Linked DNA regions of Mus musculus: all the other regions are linked to region 2. Evidence: chromatin contacts called from public promoter capture Hi-C data. All regions are on one chromosome and are shown on one strand. The core of a region is the stretch at or near the end of the contact, and the rest is flanking DNA. Distances in the headings are between cores, read along the strand shown. Region 1 has its middle 2.6 kb from the start of Gm32946. Region 2 holds the start of Alox12e (arachidonate lipoxygenase, epidermal). Region 3 holds the start of Mgl2 (macrophage galactose N-acetyl-galactosamine specific lectin 2).

What was found. Promoter capture Hi-C pulls out the DNA fragments that hold promoters and counts their contacts. Capture Hi-C pulls out chosen DNA fragments and counts their contacts.
Region 1: a promoter capture Hi-C map of liver shows a contact between it and region 2, with 2.0 times the contacts expected there. The contact joins the enhancer-like site here to the promoter of Alox12e in region 2. A contact is called at or near these places in 11 of 39 promoter capture datasets (the 3T3-L1 cell line, the C10 cell line, the HPC-7 cell line and 6 more), 16 of 484 Hi-C or Micro-C datasets (B cells, the Ba/F3 cell line, the C2C12 cell line and 12 more), 2 of 115 datasets of contacts at active chromatin or transcription factors (both in embryonic stem cells) and 3 of 9 other capture datasets (adipose tissue, liver and pancreatic islet).
Region 3: a promoter capture Hi-C map of liver shows a contact between it and region 2. The contact joins the promoter of Mgl2 here to the promoter of Alox12e in region 2. A contact is called at or near these places in 3 of 39 promoter capture datasets (the C10 cell line, cranial neural crest and trophoblast stem cells), 1 of 484 Hi-C or Micro-C datasets (the Ba/F3 cell line) and 3 of 9 other capture datasets (adipose tissue, liver and pancreatic islet).

The regions. Positions count from the first base shown.
Region 1 is chr11:70,073,029-70,077,092 of GRCm38.p6, reverse strand. No RefSeq gene overlaps it. Among named protein-coding and RNA genes, the nearest start is that of Gm32946, 2.6 kb to the left of the region's middle. Within about 2 kb of position 2,237, at least 39 of the 459 cell types and tissues checked have an H3K27ac peak or open chromatin away from gene starts, as enhancers often do. A contact at or near this core is called in the C2C12 cell line, adipose tissue, liver and 1 more, where this site is marked.
Region 2 is chr11:70,319,999-70,324,100 of GRCm38.p6, reverse strand. Alox12e (arachidonate lipoxygenase, epidermal) reads left to right here and starts at 1,571. Exons shown (of 14, transcript NM_145684.2): 1 at 1,571-1,779; 2 at 2,215-2,416; 3 at 2,588-2,669; 4 at 2,751-2,873; 5 at 2,962-3,065; 6 at 3,211-3,371; 7 at 4,017-4,102. The coding sequence starts at 1,645.
Region 3 is chr11:70,128,587-70,132,529 of GRCm38.p6, reverse strand. It overlaps Mgl2 (macrophage galactose N-acetyl-galactosamine specific lectin 2), which reads right to left and starts at 2,173. Exons shown (of 10, transcript NM_145137.2): 1 at 2,088-2,173. It also overlaps the pseudogene Gm12311.

The DNA.
Region 1 (4,064 bases), core at 988-3,487, 250 kb after region 2:
CCACCATGTGGTTGCTGGGATTTGAACTCAGAACTGTTGGCAGAGCAGTCAGTGCTCTTAACCAGTGAGCCATCTCTCCAGCCCCAGCTAAATGTATTTTTTAAACTGAAATAGAATCGTATCACTTTCTTTCCTGCCTCCAGCACCTTCCTCTAGCCCTTCCATGCACCTCCCCCCCTCTGAAGTTGATAATGTATAACCTGTTTTCCTTTATTATTGCCATATATGTATATGTGTATGCACAAATGTATTTTAATACAACCTGCTGAGTCCATTTGTTTTGGTGGTGTATATATGGCTCAAGGTTGATCACTCTGAACTAGACAAACAATAAAAGGCTCATCCCTAAGAGAAGCCAATTGTCTCTCTCCCAGCAGTCATTAGTTTCCTGTAGGTCGTCTAGGGGTGGGCCTCCATGAAAACTTCCCCCTTCCATGTTAACCTATCCATCAATATCATCATTGCTCTGGCCTTGTTTACACAGCCATGCCTACAAAAGACTGTTTCACTTTCTGTATCCTGCATCTTACAACCCTTTGCCCCCTTTTCCACAATGTTCCCTAAGCCATAGATAGGTGCAGGAGCTGTGATGTAGATATATTCCATCATGGCTGGGCCTCCTACAATCTATTGGTCTCTGCATTGTGTCCAGTTGTGGTCTTCTGTGGTGGTCTCCATTCGCTGCCAGGAGAGGCTCCTTTGACAGGTGTGATACCTACAGGATAAGATTTAGAATGATGGAAGAAGTTATGCTTGTCTAGCAAAGTGGTATGAAGTGGAAACTTACAGTTTCTTTGGAAAGTCAGTTGTGTTGGTTGTTGTTTTGCTGAGGCAAACACATGAAGGACTGTTTTTCTGAAGCAGACACAGGGGAAAGGATGTTTTTCATCCTTTGCACATGAAAGGATGCGTGATGAAGGATGCTTCACTAATGACAGGCATGTATTGGTTCACCTTACATGGCAATGATGAGCTCTGCTTGCCATGAATCCATAGAGAGAAACACACCAAAAACCTCTGGTGGTGTGCTGGCGGCTTCTTGCCACTTCCCCGGACTCGGGTCGATTGGCAGAGTGATGTCAGCCGGTCCAGACTCACGTGGAGTTTTGTTAAGACAGACTCACATGCTGAGGCAAGACATGTGATGAGGCAAGATCCATGGAGGACACATGATGTTTGGAGAGAGTATAAATAGGACTCGACGGAGAGTGATGGGGGCTTGCACAGCTAGCTTTGCAATGCTTGTAGTATCTTCACAGATCTTCACTTTGTTGAGAGAGACACAGCAAAGAACTCCTGGTGTCCCTGCTGACTCATGCTGAGTCAGCGGAGGCCTGGCTATATCTGCTAGGTCATGCCACAGCTGCTGATTTGTGTTTGCTATTCCAACACTCCTGAACTGACTGACTGTATATCTGTGAAGTGTTTTCGAGTGTATCTAGCTGCCGATGTTGACCTGTGAACTGGACTGTTGATTTTCTAAACAGGTTGACTTCCCCGTATCCTAATAACCTCTCTTTCCCACTGCCTCTGCTGGGCGGTAGCCTAGAAGGGAGGATAAAGTGTTTAAGAACCCATATTAAAAGTAGTCTCTGAAAAATAAAAACAATGGTGGTAGTAATACGTTCTCTTCTCAGCTCTATGACCTTGCTAGTTCCGGGAAGCTAGTTCCAGTACGAGGCATGGTTGCCCTCTGTCGAGTGAATGTCAACTCCACCAACATGCAAATGCCACTTATTGCATTTTTATATATATCTCACCCATGTGCCAACTGTTGTGGGTCACAGGTTTGCAGCTGGGTAGTGTTGTGGATTTGGTCTAACTCTTGTATTGTGTTTATTGGGTGCCCAAAATTACATGGGAATCTGCACATAAGATAGTGAGGGACCCTGCCCCCAATTGGTTTTGATTGGTAAATAAAGTTGCCGGTGGCCACTGGCTGGGCAGGGAGACAGAAGGAGGACTTTAGAATTCCCAGGCAAGGGACCGAGGGAGGAGGGAGAGAGCCATCACTCTGGGAAAGGAGCAAAGACAAGGCCTAAGAGGTGCAGAAGAAAGAGCATAACCATCACGTAAGAGTTGGGGATCGTGGCCCAGGAGCACGGCAGGTCTGGGTCCGGGACAGCCAAGATGGAAAATAGGTCTTAGTAAGTAATAAGTCAGGAATACCAGCGGCGGGGAGACTGTTAGCCACATGGAGATTAGGAAGTGGCCCAGCCTACACTCAGGATAGCAGCGCCACCGTGTGGTACAGCTCCAGTTTCAGGTGCCCTTAAGCAACATTTCGCAATACTATTTATGCCTCTTTCCTAAATACTAAAGTGAAATGTTAGACCGTTAGTTCTTACAGCTTCTTTTTAAAAATCCATAATTAAACTCCTAAGACTAAGTTGACCACTTACACACACACACACACACCCCACCCCCAGCTCCTTTCAATAGTGGTCACTCTTAGAGTGACCAGGGAAAACTGCTTGCGGTGAGGTCAAGGAGGCGTGGCCTCAGAAGATACCAGTTTTCTGGTTCCAATCCAGATATGCTGAACCAGATCCAGAGCCAGGACGACTGTGTTCTAAGTTCACTGGCCAAAGGCCGGCCGTCTTGGGTCTTACCTATCTCTAACAGTTCACATCCTTTCTTGCCGTTGAGTGAGAACTGCAGGGTTGGAGGTAAACAAGAGCACCTACCCAGAGCTCTGCTCCGGGGTGGGGTCTTCCCACGCAGAACAAAATCCCACTCCCCGGGCATCACTGCCACGCACTGAGTGGGTAGTAGAATCTCCTGCAGTAGTTTCTCTCAGCGTCTCACCCCAGGTGTATCTTCTCAGCCAGCTCCTTTAACCAACTGCCTCTGTGGATCCTCAACACTCAAGTCTGCTACAAGCATCTCTTCAACCTAGTAGAAGATGAAGCTTCTGGCATGCATGTTTTTGACGCAGCCTGCAACAGACTTTGCGGTGCTCTGATTGGCCAAAGAGCATATTTGAGAACCACCAGCTGAGACTGCGCTCCTGTCCTTTGTGGGGAGATGGGGTCCATTGCTGCGGATGGAGAGGAAGGATCCCAGCACCAAAATCATTCAGTCTTTTCATCCTGCTCCTTGCCTGCCTGCAAAGCCCAGTAAAGTGTAGTGAAAGTTCGTCTGCAGCCGCAGCCTGGCAGGCACGAAGGGGATTGGGAGTGGGAGTGAGGTGTCTGGGAGGCTACAGGAGCCTGCTGTAAACCCAGTGGTCCCTGGACTGGGAGTCTGGCTAAATGTGATCCATGCTTCCACCGGATTCCAGCATCCCATCCGCCCTAGAGGGTGGAGGTGGGGGTCTATCTCACCCACCAAGCCTGCCTGTAACTCCTGCTAGCAATAGCTTTTGTTCTTAGCTTTTAAAGATAAAACGCGGTGCTGGGTTTCAGGAAATTAAGCTTGTGTGTGTGTGTGTGTGTGTGTGTGTGTGTGTGTGTGTGTGTGTGTGTAGCCAAACTGACATTTAATATCCTCCCTAGATGAAGTCAGCAGGTAACCTGGCAAAAGGTCCTTATTCTGACAAAAGCTGGTCTGAGGCTGTCCTGCCTCATAGGCCCGTGTACAGAGCTGATGACTAAACACACTTCTCTAGACAAGCAACAACTTCAACAAAGAAATCAAAATCCCAGCCAGGTTTTGTAATGCATGCCTTTAATCCCAGCACTAGTGAGCCAGAGGCAGGTAGATGTTGTGAGTTTGAAGCCAGTCAGGACAGAGAAACCCTGTGGGGTTTATTTTGTTTTGCTTTTGTTCATTTGTTTCTTTGTTTGGGCAAGGTATCCCTGTATGGCCCAGGTTGTCTAGAACTCCTCAGTCCTACCTCAGCCACAGCCTCAGCCTCAGCCTCAGCCTCAGCCTCAGCCTCAGCCTCAGCCTCAGCCTCCAGGGCTAGAATGATAGGCATGTGCCATCATGACCAGCCCCATCTTTTGGAGATGTGTTGTCATTAGGACATGTCCAGGACTGGAGAGAAGGCTCAGCAGGTAGGACAGGTAGGAGTGCTTGCTGCTCTTGGAGAGGACCAGGCTCCCAGTAGCCAGGTGGGA
Region 2 (4,102 bases), core at 322-2,821:
GCCCTGCCATGATACTGATGCGAAGTAGCCAAGATAACTGTTTAAAAAATAAAAAGCCAGGCATGGTGGCACAAGCCTTTAATTCCAGCACCCAGGGGCAGAGGCAGAGGCAGAGGCAGAGGCAGAGGCAGAGGCAGAGGCAGAGGCAGAGGCAGAGGCAGAGGCAGAGGCAGAGGCAGAGGCAGAGGCAGAGGCAGAGGCAGAGGCAGAGGCAGAGGCAGATGGATCTCTCTGAGTTCAAGACCAGCCTGGTCTACAGAGTGAGTTCCAGGACAACCAGGGCTGTCTCAGCTCTCCTGGGAAGGGCGAGTGCAGGACCACAACTGGGCTCACAGAGACCTGGGGACCTGGGACTCTGCAGGGGTCCTGGAGTGAAAGGAACACAAGAAAGGGGTTGGGCCTGTCTCCAAAAACAAACAACAAGAAAGGCTGAGGGAAAACTGGTAAAGAACTAGACAAGTTGCATTTAGTGTTTGTTCTGCAAGATCCTTCAAGCACCCGCTCCACTATAAACTAATGGCAAGTCCGTGTCCTCCCCCCCCCCCCCCCCCCGTTTGTCTGAGAAAGTACATCTATACTTTTAGATTCAGGTCTCAGTCGCATGTTTTTTTGTTTTGTTTTGTTTTGTTTTGTTGTTTTTGTTTTTGTTTTTGTTTTTTTCGAGACAGGGTTTCTCTGTGAAGCCCTGGCTATCCTGGCACTCACTTTGTAGACCAGGCTGGCCTCGAACTCAGAAATCCGCCTGCCTCTGCCTCCCGAGTGCTGGGATTAAAGGCGTGCACCACGCCCGGCTCTCAGCCGCATGTTTTGACGGACTCTTCGACCACGAGGCAAGGGATCAGTTAGTTAAGTAGTTAGCTCTTAAGCAAAATCCATTGTGGATTCAGGGACTTTTGTCCACAGGAGCACAGGAGCACCTGGACAGAGGCAGGAGTGTCACAGGACAGAGAGGTATACCCCTGTACTCGCTCTGAGGAGGAAGGGGGGCCGAACTCTGGGAGATGTGGTGGGAAGACTTAGTCCTGAAGAGAGTCCTCTCTCCTGTTCCTTTCCCTGTCCCCTTCCCTGCAGTTTGTCCACAGTATGGGTGCTCAGCCTAAAGCTTTGTCTTCAAAGATCAGGTTTCAGGGAGGTCCAATGGAAACTTCCAGACTATAGGGAAATTCCAAACTCCCTCCTCGGGCTCTCCAGTTTGAACAATGAACACCTCTACTGCACCTGTCCTCAACAAAAACAACAACAAAACTCTTTGGTCCTTGCCAAGATGCTAAGCTCACTTCCACGGAAAAGCGCGCCCCACCCAAAGCCTTTCTACTGCTGTCATCACTGCCTGCTGCGCTTTTTTTTTCCACTAAAATTGGGTGGGCGTGAGACTTAGCTAGCTGATGTGCTTAGCTCAGGGCTGGGCATGAAGCCCTTGCCAAGAAAACAAGGTAGGGATGCATTTTTGGAAACTGCTGGCAAACCATCTAGAGACAGTGAAGGTGAGAATCAGATACCTGCTCCTTAGTTGGGGAGGGACCTGAGTGGGCGGGGGCAATTCAAATACACCAAACTCTGGTCTAGGTGTGACTCTCTGGAGGCAGCCTCTCAGATCCTCTTAAGAGCAGTTTCCCCCCAGGTCCCTCTAGAGGATCAGCCGAGATGGTCAAGTACAAGATCCTCGTAGCCACTGGAGACTCGGTTTTTGCGGGCTCCGCCAACCTGGTGCATCTGTGGCTGGTGGGCGAGCATGGAGAGGCGGACCTTGGGAAGCAGCTGCGGCCACTGCTGGGAAGGGTGAGTGCCGGCCACTACGTGGGGCTCTCGCGGAGAACCGGGGATCTGAGACTCTGCAGGGGTTCTGGGAACTGTGGGGAGGGGAGGAAGCCTGATCCCAGAGAACCACTGAGAAGGTGATCCGGGAGTGATAGCAGGCGCAGGTGGGCTGGCTGCGAGAAAAGGGGACAGAGAAAGGAATAGGAGAGAGGGGCTGGGCAGAAAGAGGGGGCGGGGATGAGACAACACTGGGGAGCGCTGCAGGTGCACAGAGGAGCCTGGAGCCCAGCAGAGCGCCCCGCTCCTTCCTCGACGCCACTCGGTTCAGGTCTCTTTCCTTGAGTGCTTCTTAGAAGGGCAATTGGAGCCAAAGCCAAGCTTCTCCGAGGGCTCACTGACACTGCTGCCCACACGGAGGACCCCAGACTTGCTTAGGAGCTGTGTCCTATCCCACAGAAGACAGAGCTGGAGGTCGACGTCCCCTTGCATCTAGGGCGCCTCCTGGCGGTGAAGCTGCGCAAACAGAAAGGCCTATTGGATTCTGACTGGTTCTGCAAGAGCATCACTGTGCAGGGCCCTGGGACCCAAGGAGAAGCCTTTTTCCCCTGCTACAGTTGGGTGCAGGGCAAGGAGACTATCTGCCTAACCGAGGGCACTGGTGAGGACTCTGGCGGTGCCGCTGAAGGATGCAGGAGGTCGTTGGGCTTGTTATGAAATAAATTACAGAAAAGATTAGAGATAGAGGGGAGCGGGGGAGACGAGAAAGGATGAGATGGAGGGCACAGAGCGGTGCCCTAAGAGGACACACTTTTGTGTCTGCTTCTTCCAGCCCTGAAGGTAACTGATGACACTCAGAACCTGTTTAGGAAGTATCGAGAGCAGGAGCTGGAGAACAGAAGGAATGTGTATCGGTGAGTTCAAGAAAACTGTCGATCGCCCTCTAGAGCCTCCAAACCCACTGTCTCACGTAAGGCTCCGTATCTGTTCCCCAGGTGGGGCTCCTGGAAGGAGGGATTAATCCTGCCTATAGCAGGGAGTACTGAACGGGACCTCCCCCGGAACCAGAGATTCATGAAGGATAAGGATTTAGATTTTTCCCTCTCTCTGGTCAAAGAGTGAGTACTTGGTTGAGTTTGCGCAGTTTCGCCTTAAGCTGTAAGGTGGGCTCTTTCTTGATCTTCTTGCACGGTGTTCTTTGCACAGGTTGAAGAACTTTGCTATTAAGGGGACTCTAGATTTTGTAAGTCGTGTACAAAAGCTGGAAGATTACCAGAAAGTATTCCCACATACAAAGACTGCTCTGCCTGGTCAGTGACCACAATTTCCTAAAGTCTCTTTAATCAGAATTCCAACCCAGCTATCCGAGAGAACTGGGGAGAGAGGGCAGGAGATGATGGGTTGGCTGGAGGGCACGTTTAGAGCTCACACTGTGTTCTCAACGGATGTCTTCAGAGCGGGTCCGTGGTTCCTGGAAGGAAGATGCTCTCTTTGGGTACCAGTTCCTCAACGGTGCAAACCCCATGCTCCTGAGGCGGTCCATGCGCCTTCCAGCCCGGCTGGTCCTGCCTCCAGGGATGGAAGACGTACAGACCCAGCTGGAGAAGGAGCTCAAGGTGCTGAGCTGCCTCTGTTTAGCTTATGCACCCAACCCCATCCCCATGGTTCTGACCGATTTCTTTCCCTTTCCTTGCTTCCTTCCCCCCCACCTCTCCTTGTGTGACTCCATCATCAATACCCTCCTTTATCTGCATTTAGGATTTCTTTTCTTAGATCATTTTTTAAGGTTAGCATACAAAATGGTGACAGGTTTCATCATCACTTGGAGTTTCTCAACTTTGGAGCTATGCCATGGTTGTGACCTATATAATTCTTTCTTTTAGGGTGTTCCCCTGTATAGTAATGTCCTAGTAATATCTCCTGCCTCTTACCTATTAGATGTCAGTAGTACATCTTTTGTGACAACCAAAAATATTGCCAAATGGTGGCGGGCTGTGTGAGGGGGGTGGAGCAGAATTACCTGTGGCTGAAATTTGTAACTGATGTAGTCTTAGCTCCTTCACCCTTTAACAGGGAGGAGAGCCTCAGGGAGGCTCAAGCACCAACCCGTACACCCAGGGCATCAGTTCTGGGGAGATCAGTTGCTTAGTATAAAATTGTTGGGCGGTAGAGAGAGGAGGACCCCCTTTGGCAAAGCGAATGAAAGGAGGGATCTGATCTGACCCAGCCTCTTCATCTGCGCATGCGCCCTGTTCCCACAGGCTGGATCTCTGTTCGAAGTTGATTTCTCCCTGCTGGATGGAGTCAAACCTAACATCATCATTTTTAAGCAGCAATATGTGACAGC
Region 3 (3,943 bases), core at 924-3,423, 190 kb after region 2:
TTGTGTCAACTTGACACAGGCTGGAATTATCACAGAGAAAGGAGCTCAGTTGGGGAAATGCCTCCATGAGATCCAGCTGTGGAGCATTTTCTCAATTAGTGATGGGGATGGGGGGTCCCTTGTGGATGGTACCATCCAGAGATGGTAGTCTTGGGTTCTATAAGAAAGCAAGCTGAGCAAGCCAGGGGAAGCAATCCAGTAAGCAACATCCCTCCATGGCCTCTGCATCAGCTCCTGCTTCCTGACCTGCTTGAGTTCCAGTCCTGACTTCCTTTAGTGATGAACAGCAGTGTAGAAATGTAAGCTGAATAAACCCTTCCTCCCCAACTTGGTTCTTGGTCATAATGTTTATACAGGAATAGAAACCCTAAGACAAGCATGTAATGTTCTTCCAGGCAACCTGAGTTGGCTCCCGGCTCCCACATCGGGCAACCCCTAACAGCCTGTGACTCTAGCTCCAGGGAGATTCAACTCCCTTGGCCTCTAAGGGCACCTGCACTCAAAAGCACTCATCCAAATACAGAGACTCACATGTACATATAATTCAAATAATAAATAAAGTTTTAAAAGAAAGAAAGAAGATCTAGGCATGGTGTCTGTCATGCTAGTAATCTCTGGAGAGGCAGAGACAGCTGGATCCCTGAAGTATGCTGTCAGGTCAGCCCAGCCTACTTAGCAAGATTCAGGTCAGTAAGAGACCCTAACTCAAACACAAAACAAAACAAAACAAAACAAAACAAAACAAAACAAAACAAAAGAGTGGGACAGGGAGATGGCTTGGAAGATAAAGTGCTCACTGTCCAGTCATGAGGTCCCAAGTTTGGATCCCTAGCACCCATGTAAAGGCTGGTTGTGGTGGCACACTCTTTCTTGTAAGCCCAGTGCTTGTGGGAACGGGGCAGAGAGACGTCATGAGAACTCATCAGCAGAAGGATGAGCTGAGAAGGCAAGCTTCCGCTTCAGTGAAAGATCATGTCTTTTTTTTTTTTAAATTAGGTACTTTCTTCATTCACATCTCCAGTGCTATCCCAAAAGTCCCCCACTCCCCCACCCCACCCCCACTCCCACTTCCCAGCCCTGGCGTTCCCCTGCACTGAGGCATATAAAGTCTGCACAACCAATGGGCCTCTATTATATCTGCACGACCAATGGGCCTCTCTTTCCACTGATGGCCGACCAGGCCATCCTCTGATACATATGAGGCTAGAGACACGAGCTCCGGGGGGCACTGGTTAGTTCATATTGTTGTTCCACCCATAGGGTTGCTGTTCCCCTCAGCTCCTTGGGTACTCTCTCTAGCTCCCCCATTGGGGGCCCTGTGATCCATCCAATAGCTGACTGTGAGCATCCACTTCTGTGTTTGCCAGGCCCCAGCATAGTCTCACAAGAGACAGCTATATCAGGGTCCTTTCAGCAAAATCCCACTAGTGTATGCAATGGTGTCAGCGTTTGGAGGCTGATTATGGGATGGATAAAAATAAGGCAGAGAAAGTGAGAGAGAGAGAGAGAGAGAGAGAGAGAGAGAGAGAGAGAGAGAACAAAGGATACTTGATGTCAGCTTCTGCCTGCCACATATGCATGCAGGCATGCACTTACACACATGGAGCCCACACATGCATACCATGCACACACACGCACGCATGCACATGCACATGCAAACTAAGGTAAGCAGCTCCTGAGAATTACAGCCATGTTTGTCCTTGGCCTCCACATACATGCACATATATCTATACGTATAACTACACACACATGAACATGTGTATTGTAGTTAAGAACTATGGTTTGGATCTAAAATATCTCCAAAAGTATGTTAAGCAAAGAACTAAGGTTAGGGATAAGACTAGAGTTAGGATGGAAATCAGCTGGGAACTGGGCCAAGACATATTGAGTTTGAGTCTTAATTTGCCTAGGGATTGTGGAGGCCACAACCCAAGCTAGAGTGCAGTGCTGGTGTATTCCCAAGCCTTACACGAACCCCTTCTATATCTGCATACTTCCTTCCACCCAAGGCCTAGAGCCCTTCCTTCCTTGCATCCCTTACACATCTCTTGCCCCACTGGTCTCCCTGGCAACCCCGACCCAGTTACCTGTGTGAAGTCTTGGCTTCCCTGTGCAGCAATGACCAGAGGCGAGAACTCAGTCGGGGTGGAGAACTATATCCCGGAGGGTTGGTGTGTGGGAGGGGCCAAGCAGAAGCCACATATATGTCCTTTGCGTCCGAAGGCCCAATGGTCTGTTCTCCTTTGCATCTTGAGTGGTCCATTTGGGGAACGTCCAAATCTCTCAGCTTCTGACAGCCAATACTGAGTGACTTGGAAATTGAGTGTGAGTGAGGATTGCCAGCTGGCAGAGGATCAGATTCATCTCCATCTCCAGAGTGTGCCGTCCCATATTCCTCTTTCTAGACCCTTCCACGACTTCCTCATTTTTCACTCGGTGGGAAGGGAGCTTACAACAGAGAGGCAGTCTATTTCCTTCTCCTATGCCTCTTATCTTCATTTGCTTCCTGCCCACGACTCTCCCTGAATGTCGGTGTCTGTCATTGAACAGCACTGCACAAGCCTTCATTCACTGCTTATATCCAAAACCTGGTGTGGTTCCTTGACCCCTGAGTCTGAGGACCCTCGCCACTAAGCCCCATCTCCACACCCCTCACTCCACCCAGAAGGATAGAGAGGGATAGAAACCGTGACCTCACCAGACATGGAGAGAAGGGCTAAAGAGGAAACACATTTTGTTAAGCATTTTAAAGAATTTATTATTTTGTCTTCTTAAGCATCCATTCTGTGCAGGAGGGTATTGGAATAGGTGATTGGTTCCCTCTAGAGCATTAAGACACAATGTGGATGATGGAAGGAAATAGCTATAGATCAAACAGCACTATTTTCCAACACCCAACTTTGCTCTCTGTGCCTGCTCAGCCTTCACCACGGTCCTTGTCAGTGCATGGCTCCTCAGAACACAGATCCCTTCAAGTAGGAATCTGAGTGTTGAAAAACAAAGCAAAAACCTTCAGGTGCTTTTGTTTATTTTCTCTTGTCATTGTTATTGTTTTCCATTTCAAGAGCACTGTTGTTTTGAGACTTTCTTGTTTGTACTGAATTGATATGTGTCAGGACCACTGGACACATCCAGTCATGAAATAGGATCGGCTTGGTGCCATTGCTAGATCACAGCCACCAAAAGGAAGTTCAGTCCCTCCATGACTTCTGACTGAAGCAAGAACCGCAAACGGCATTTCAACGTGCCTTCTCACATTCGGAGGAAGTTCACGTCTTTCCCTTTTTCCAAAGAACTGAGACAGAAGTGTAACGTTCCGTCCACACGAAGTGGTCCATGTGTGCAGGAAGAAATAAGTAACCTACACTGAATGAGTTCAGCAAGAAAAGGCTAATGGCACAACTGTCCATGCGGGCATCCACCCCAGAAAGGTGGGTATCACCAGGGTAAAGCTGGATGAGGGCTGCAAGAAGTTCCTGGAGAGAAAAGCCAAGTCTAAGCAAGTAGAAAAGGAGAAGGGCAAATATAAGGAAAAAAACAATTGAGAAGATGCAGGAGTAGAGACATCTCGTGCACAGCTTTCATTAAAGACTGCTTAAGGAAAACAACAATAACAAAACCCTCTGCGTTCATCTGCATCTCTTTTCATCCATCCTGCCGTTTAGTTATTTGTGATTTCCCTATTTATGTTTGTGATTTTCCATCTCAGTTTTGTTTTATTTATTCTGTGATAATTTTATTTATTCTGTGATAATTTGATGAGTCTGTATTTAGGCTTGGATCGAAACAGCTGCTATCAGGAGGTAATGAAACCTTTTAAAGGCGGCTGAGTGGGAGGCCTTCCTGTCGTGGAGCTGTGTGAGATCCCAGCCTTTTCCTCTTTCTCTTTTTCTACATAGCCAGGAACTGGGCAGTTTTGCTGCCCCATACTCCTGACATGATG